Regions from separate parts of the Callithrix jacchus genome. Here region 1 is linked to region 2. Evidence: chromatin contacts called from public Hi-C data. All regions are on one chromosome and are shown on one strand. The core of a region is the stretch at or near the end of the contact, and the rest is flanking DNA. Distances in the headings are between cores, read along the strand shown.

Region 1 (3,117 bases), core at 579-3,078, 160 kb after region 2:
GGGGGAGGGGAACCATAAAAACAATCAAATCCTTTTTCTCCCTACATCTAAACTAATACGTATACAGACACAGAAGGACAAAGTTATCTTATTCATAGAAAAAAAAAAAAAGAATGGGTTGAGTCCAAAATGCTTACATTATTTATTCTCTCAGTGACTAACATTATGATAATCTGCCCATAAAAGATCTGTATAAAAAATGCTGCAGTATGCCTGTCACGAAACAATGTATCATTTATACTGCAAAAGTTCTGGAAGGAGGGTAAGCAGCAGTATACTCACCAGCAGACAGTGGGCAAAGTCAGGACCTCCCACTAGGCCGGTGAAATTTCCCAGCTGCTCAGCAAGAGCTAATAGTACCTCATCTTCATCATAAATTGTATCTGGAAGTGACAACAACAGGGACTCATCAACACAGCTCTCCCACAGCAGCCGTACACTGACGCAAAACTAGGACCAGATTCACTATGCAACCAGTAAGGTGGCCCAGTCAAAATCCTAACAGCATTTTCTTCCTTCTCCTCAATCAACTCTCTTCCTAGATCTGTTTTGCACAACAAATTGGAAATTCATATTCTCATAGCAATTACTTTCCCAATAGCTAAATGGTTATTGTTTGAATATATCTAGCCACAAGTAACAATATACTCTGTTCTGTTTCTTTTGCACATAAACCACCCGGCTCATTTTAATGTGGGTAACAAACTAAAAAAGTCAGTGTTGAAAGCTACTGGAAAATGGAATGTCCCTGCCTTTCTTTAAACAAAGGTTCACATACCTGTAAGGAATGGCAGCAATTCACTTCGTGTCCTTTCTACTCCAAGTGCTAGGGCAATTGTTGATAACTTCTTAATACTGTTGAGTCGGAGCTTCAGAAAAGGAGAAAGAAAATCAATGTAAAGAAACGGTTAAATTTAGATCAAAAGACAAAAGGTGCTAACAGGTGAAACAATGACACGGGTAAGAATGAGGATAACTAACATTTCATTTACATTTCACTGTTAAGGGACTTCCAAGAGGAATGTAACTCGGTCTCACTAGCCAGCGGAAGATTTCCTAGGAGAAACACTCAGAAGGCCCCGGAAGAGAAATGAATGAAAGATAATACAACACCCAGGAAGTAAGATAATTTTTAAAAGAGGGCACTTTGGCAGTGGTGAAGCAGGTGAAACGGTCGAATACAACGCCTGTCGTTTCAAAGAAAAGTTCCCGTAAAGCTGATACGACACGTCCAGGTTGATCGGCAATCCCACCTCCTCTTTCTACCCAACAAGCCGAGCCAGTTCTAGGCCGAGACGAAGGGATTCCGGGACACTTCAAAGGGCTTCTGCGCATCCTGCGCCCTCAGTCGCTCCAGCCCGGTCTCGGCCCCGCACCGCGCTCCTCCAGCTGCCTCACAGCCCGAAGCGGGGCGGCCCAGGCGGGAAGCGGGTTCCCGGACAACCGCCCTGGAAAGGCCAGGCTCCGGGCGGACGCCTCAGGGGGTCCGAAGCAGGGGTACTGGAGCGGTCACCGGGAGAGTCGGGGCGTGCCACCACGTCCCCTCGCGGATCTTTCCTCGCCTGCCCTTCCAAGTTTCTGCTGAGTCCGGTTCAATCAGTCCCCCGGCCATAGCCACCGCGGCACAGGCCTTCCCCCTTCTCTACCACGCGACCGACCGGGCCCACCTCGGCTCCCCGGGCTCAGTCCAGTACCTGCACGTCTTCATTGCGGAGCTCGTCGATTAAAACCGCGACAGGGTATAGCGAATCGTCTCCACCTCCGCCGGCTGCTCCCGGGCAGGTCCCGGGCCCCGCTGCGCCCGCCATGTTCTTTCTCCTCCTACTGCTGGTCACCGCCTCCCGCCCCGCGCCCAGGCCCCGCCCCGCGCCCAGCCCCCGCCCCGCTCCCAGGCCCCGCCCCGCGCCCTGGCAGGAGGGACTAAAGCTGCCACGCGAGTTGAGCCGAGGTTGAGGAGCTGAGTTTCTGTCCCGATGATTAAGGCTCCCTTCCGACCCCCAATGCAGGAGTTGTAGGTCTGAACTCAAGAAGATGGGTGGACTGAGAAAGCGAATGGAACCCCTGCGTCCTTTCCCTAGCCGAAAGAAACAGGGACAGTGATTCATCCGGCTCGTCTGAAGGGGCCAGGGACCTACCTGGGTGATCCGCGCTGTGCCCTCTTAAGACTCAGGCGGACCAAAGAGAGTGCCCGAGGCCAGGAGGAAGAAGGCTTTAGCACCTCCCCTGACTGCATCCTGGCACTGAGCCACAGGATCTCCAGCCCTAATTACTCAGCTCAGCCTCAAGCTTCCACAGAACCCCTCCACCTCTTCCCTCGGCCTGTTCTCCAGAATGGTATCTGGCTCCTGCTCCATAAGACAAATAACGCGGGCGGTGAGAGAAAATGAACAGTGCTGTCCAAACTCCCCAGTCAATATTTTTTCCACGCAAGCTGTTAAAAACATGCTGCTCTCTTGTTTTTGTGTTTCTTTTCAGTTTGGTACTGGAATGGTGCCTTCTGTTGTATTTTCTTCCTCCCATTTTTCAGCTCTTTAGCATGCTAGAAGTACAACAATGAAGCAAAACTAGGACAAGCTTTAATCCTTCCAAACTGGGTGGGGTGGCTACTTTGCTTGAATAAGAAAACCCAGACTGGCCTCCCTAAACCCCCAAGAGTCCTCAGAGGCAGCAAGGGGAAGAAGTGGAGATCTGGGAGCTCCTTCTTACAAAACTGAATGGCAAGTTTTCACCTACCCGTGTCAGGGCAGCACAGAATAACTAGAATGTCCTTTTTGTTTGTTTTAGACTGGAATTTAAGCAGCTTGGAGTGATAACTACATATGGTGATCGCAAGTTCTGAAATGGTAATTCTATGTGCCTGATTAATAAAATTAAAACTATTAATGCAGTGTGTAGGAGGCAAACTTTTTTAAAACATGGGGCTCTGAGGCTGAGGCGAGTGGATCACTTGAGGCCAGGAGTTCAAGACCAGCCTGGCCAACTTGGTGAAACCCCCATCTATACTAAAAAAACAAAAATTGGCTGGGCTGGTGATGGCCGCCTGTAGTCCCAGCTACTCAGGAGGCTAACATGAGTGAGAACTGCTTGAGCCGGGGAGGCAGAGGTTGCAGTGAGCCA
Region 2 (3,187 bases), core at 297-2,796:
TTTATCACATAATTGGTGACATTAATTTTGATCATTTGGTTAGAATGGTGTCAGATTTTTCCCCTGTAAAGGTACCTTTGTTAACCCTTTATCATGAATAAGAAATCCAAAGACCATGCAAATATCTTGTTCCCCAGCCAAATTTCACTCAATGATTTTAACACCTATCGATAATTCATGTCTGATTCCATTATTACTGTAATGGTTGCCAAACGATTTGCTGTCATTTCTTCTAACATATATTAGTTGGCATTCCACCGTCATTTCACTTCTCCCCCCTTTATTTACTTATTTGAAAGTTTAAAAGCAAATAGGTTCTATGGATTCTTTTAAAAAATTCAATGTGTTAGAATCCATTTCTATCATTATTTATTCTTGGTTCTCAAATTGTCTCAGATTTGGTAAGGGTGGGCACCTTCAAGACATCTCCTTTCTTTTGACATCTCTTCCTCGACATAGCAAAGAAACCTCCCTGCTTTAAGGCACAGGGTCTTTCAAGGGCATTTTGTATTTTCCCTGTCTCTGCCCTCGAATCAGCCTTCTCGCCACGGAGTCTGACTCCTTTATGTGAAGAATGGTATTTAGAAACCAAGATATGAAGGCACATAATATATTTCAAAATATTAAAGTGTCACTGTCCCTGTTTCCTTGGGTCATATTTGGAAGCGTGGTGTGATTTATAATTCTGCCTCTAGCATTCGCTGTGTGACCTTGGCAATTCCCTTTATTCCTTGCGGTCTGCTTCGTCCTCTGGAGAAAAAAAAAATTGGATTACAGAAATATTTCTTAACCTTTTCAGGGTCACCAACACGTTTGGGAATCTGATAGAAGCTACGAGTCCATCTCTGCAGAGACATGCTCACATAAGCAAAAACTGGCCTGTGCTGTAGGGAGTTCCAGACTTGGAAGCTCATTTGAGGCTCCAAATCTCTGGATTGAGTGATCTCCAAGGTCTCTTCAGCGCTGACATATATAGTGAGTCTATAAGCGACCGTACTGCTGTCAGAATGACTCCTAGGAGACATCAAAGCGTGGAGGGGTTTATTATAGATAGAAGCGAGATGAGAAAAGGATACAAAGGAAACAGCCTGTGAGCAACGCATTGCTCAGCCACAGTTCTTTGCCGGTGCCAAATTTAGGGCTGGCTGTCCTTGTAGGTGAGAGGTTTTGGCGGGAAGGTCCCCGGGTGGGCAGAGAACGCCGGGATGGGGAAGGAGACCTCAGGCCGCATCCAGGTCTCTGCACCGCTCTGCACGGTCCGCCAGGGCTCGCTCTTGCCCTTCGCCTGGAAGGCCGAGGAATGGAGCGGGCCGGGCGGCGACCCCGCCCCTGGCAGCGGCGAGGCGGAGAGGCGAGAGGAGGGCGTCTGAGCCCGGAAGGAGTGCGCCGGTCCGGCCCGCGCCCCTCCCCGCGCGCCTCCCCCCACTCTCCCCATCCCGTCGCCGACCACGGCGGTGCTCTGGTCGCCATGGTGACCAATCCAGGCCCGGGCCCGCCCCCGTCCCCCTTCCCCGGCCCCCTGACGTCGGCGCACGTCAGCGGCGGCGCGCGCCTGGCTGGGCCCTGCGGAGCGGGAGGGAAGGAGCGAAGGAGCAAGCGGAGCGGCCGTCGCCCCAGCCGAGAAGCGCTGCCAGCCCTCCCGCCCGCCCGCCCGCGCTCCTGTCCGCCGTGTCTAGCAGCGGGGCCCAGCATGGTCATGGCGGATGGCCCGAGGCACTTGCAGCGCGGGCCGGTCCGGGTGGGGTTCTACGACATCGAGGGCACGCTGGGCAAGGGCAACTTCGCTGTGGTGAAGCTGGCGCGGCACCGGATCACCAAGACGGAGGTGCGGCCCGGGGCTCGGCGGGAGCGTCGGAGGCGAGGGTTCGGGAGAGGAGCTGCTTACAGAGAGGGGCGGCCGCAGTGGTGGGACCGGGGAGACCCGAGAGGCCGCGCCACTGACGGAGGCGAGTGGGCCTGGGACTGTGAGGACCCAGGAGGTGCAGGGGGTCGGTGAGCAGCGAAGGGATTGGGCCCGGGCACCCGGACCCCAGTGTCTCCACTGGAAGCGCGATCAGCCAGGGCTTTGCTTTTCCCTACGCCGCCCGCGGTGGCCACCCGGAATTTCGCCCAGAGCCCCCAGTCGGGCCGTGACCTGGTCTGTGGCCTCCGCTCCGGAGCCCAAGTTCCGCGTCTTCCCTGCTTTCGGCTGGGGGTGGGGTGGGAGGGGAAGTCTCGGTGTTCCCAGGCTGCGCCGTGAGAGACGTCGCCGGCCCGAGGAGGGGACCGCCTGTGCTTGGGCTCCGCAGATGGGGGATCGTGCGGCCCCCGTGACCCCGGCGCCCCTCCCCTGCCTGGCGAGGAAGGGCCCCGTGGCTGGGAATGTCCGCGCGGCCACTGTCCATCTTCTCTCCTTCCTTTTGCCCCACGGTGTCTCTGATTTGGTGTCTGGCTAGCTTGATCTCTTGCCTGGGGCATTTCCATTTAATGCTCCAGACAATAGAACTGGTTAAAATGGTCATCTCTGCACTTGCACAGAAAGTGGGTTGATTTTTCCTGTCTAGGGTTGTCCCTGTACCAGGTGTGCATTCTGGCTGTAATACGCATTCTTTAAACCACATCAGATGCTGCCTCTACTCATAAAGCCCTCAGCTGCTTCCTGACGGTGAATCCTGCACTCTCTTCATTGCACATTCTAATGCACCGCACATATTCTCTCACAAGTCTCTGTTCTTACCTAACCCGCCCCCCTTCCTTCCACTGCCTCAAGCTGCTCTCCTCAGGGTCTCTATTTTAAGACGTGCAAATTAAATACCTTAGAAGAACAGTGGAAACAAAACCATTCTTTAGAATAAACCTAGTCGTTTTGACGTACTCTACTCTGCCTTATTGTAGTTCCTCCTGGAGTTTCATCCTTTTCCTGTTTTGTTTTTTTTTTCCACCCCAGTTTTGGTCCTATTCTGCTCTTTCCCTTATTAGGTTGAATGTACTAGAGTTTGAATGTAGAGTAAAGTAGGACTTTTTTTCAGAATGACTTATATAAGGCGAAGGGCACTTGCAAACCTGAGTAATTTTTATAGTTGTAGTTGTACTCAGAAGTCTTGCTTAATGCCATTTCCAGAAGGAAGGGGTATATGTCATTCTGTCTTCTTTACTTTTTGTCTTCCTCTGCTGATCCTGAAGCAGTCCAAATCTGACTTATCTTTTA

What was found. A called contact is a pair of places that touch in the nucleus more often than the background predicts.
Region 1: a Hi-C map of skeletal muscle shows a contact between it and region 2, with 5 times the contacts expected there. The contact joins the promoter of PPP2R1B here to the promoter of SIK2 in region 2. A contact is called at or near these places in 3 of 3 Hi-C or Micro-C datasets (induced pluripotent stem cells and skeletal muscle).

The regions. Positions count from the first base shown.
Region 1 is chr10:11,468,451-11,471,567 of calJac240_pri, forward strand. It overlaps PPP2R1B (protein phosphatase 2 scaffold subunit Abeta), which reads right to left and starts at 1,829. Exons shown (of 15, transcript XM_035264496.3): 1 at 1,695-1,829; 2 at 779-869; 3 at 283-383. The coding sequence starts at 1,808.
Region 2 is chr10:11,304,419-11,307,605 of calJac240_pri, forward strand. SIK2 (salt inducible kinase 2) reads left to right here and starts at 1,547. Exons shown (of 15, transcript XM_035264495.3): 1 at 1,547-1,825. The coding sequence starts at 1,691.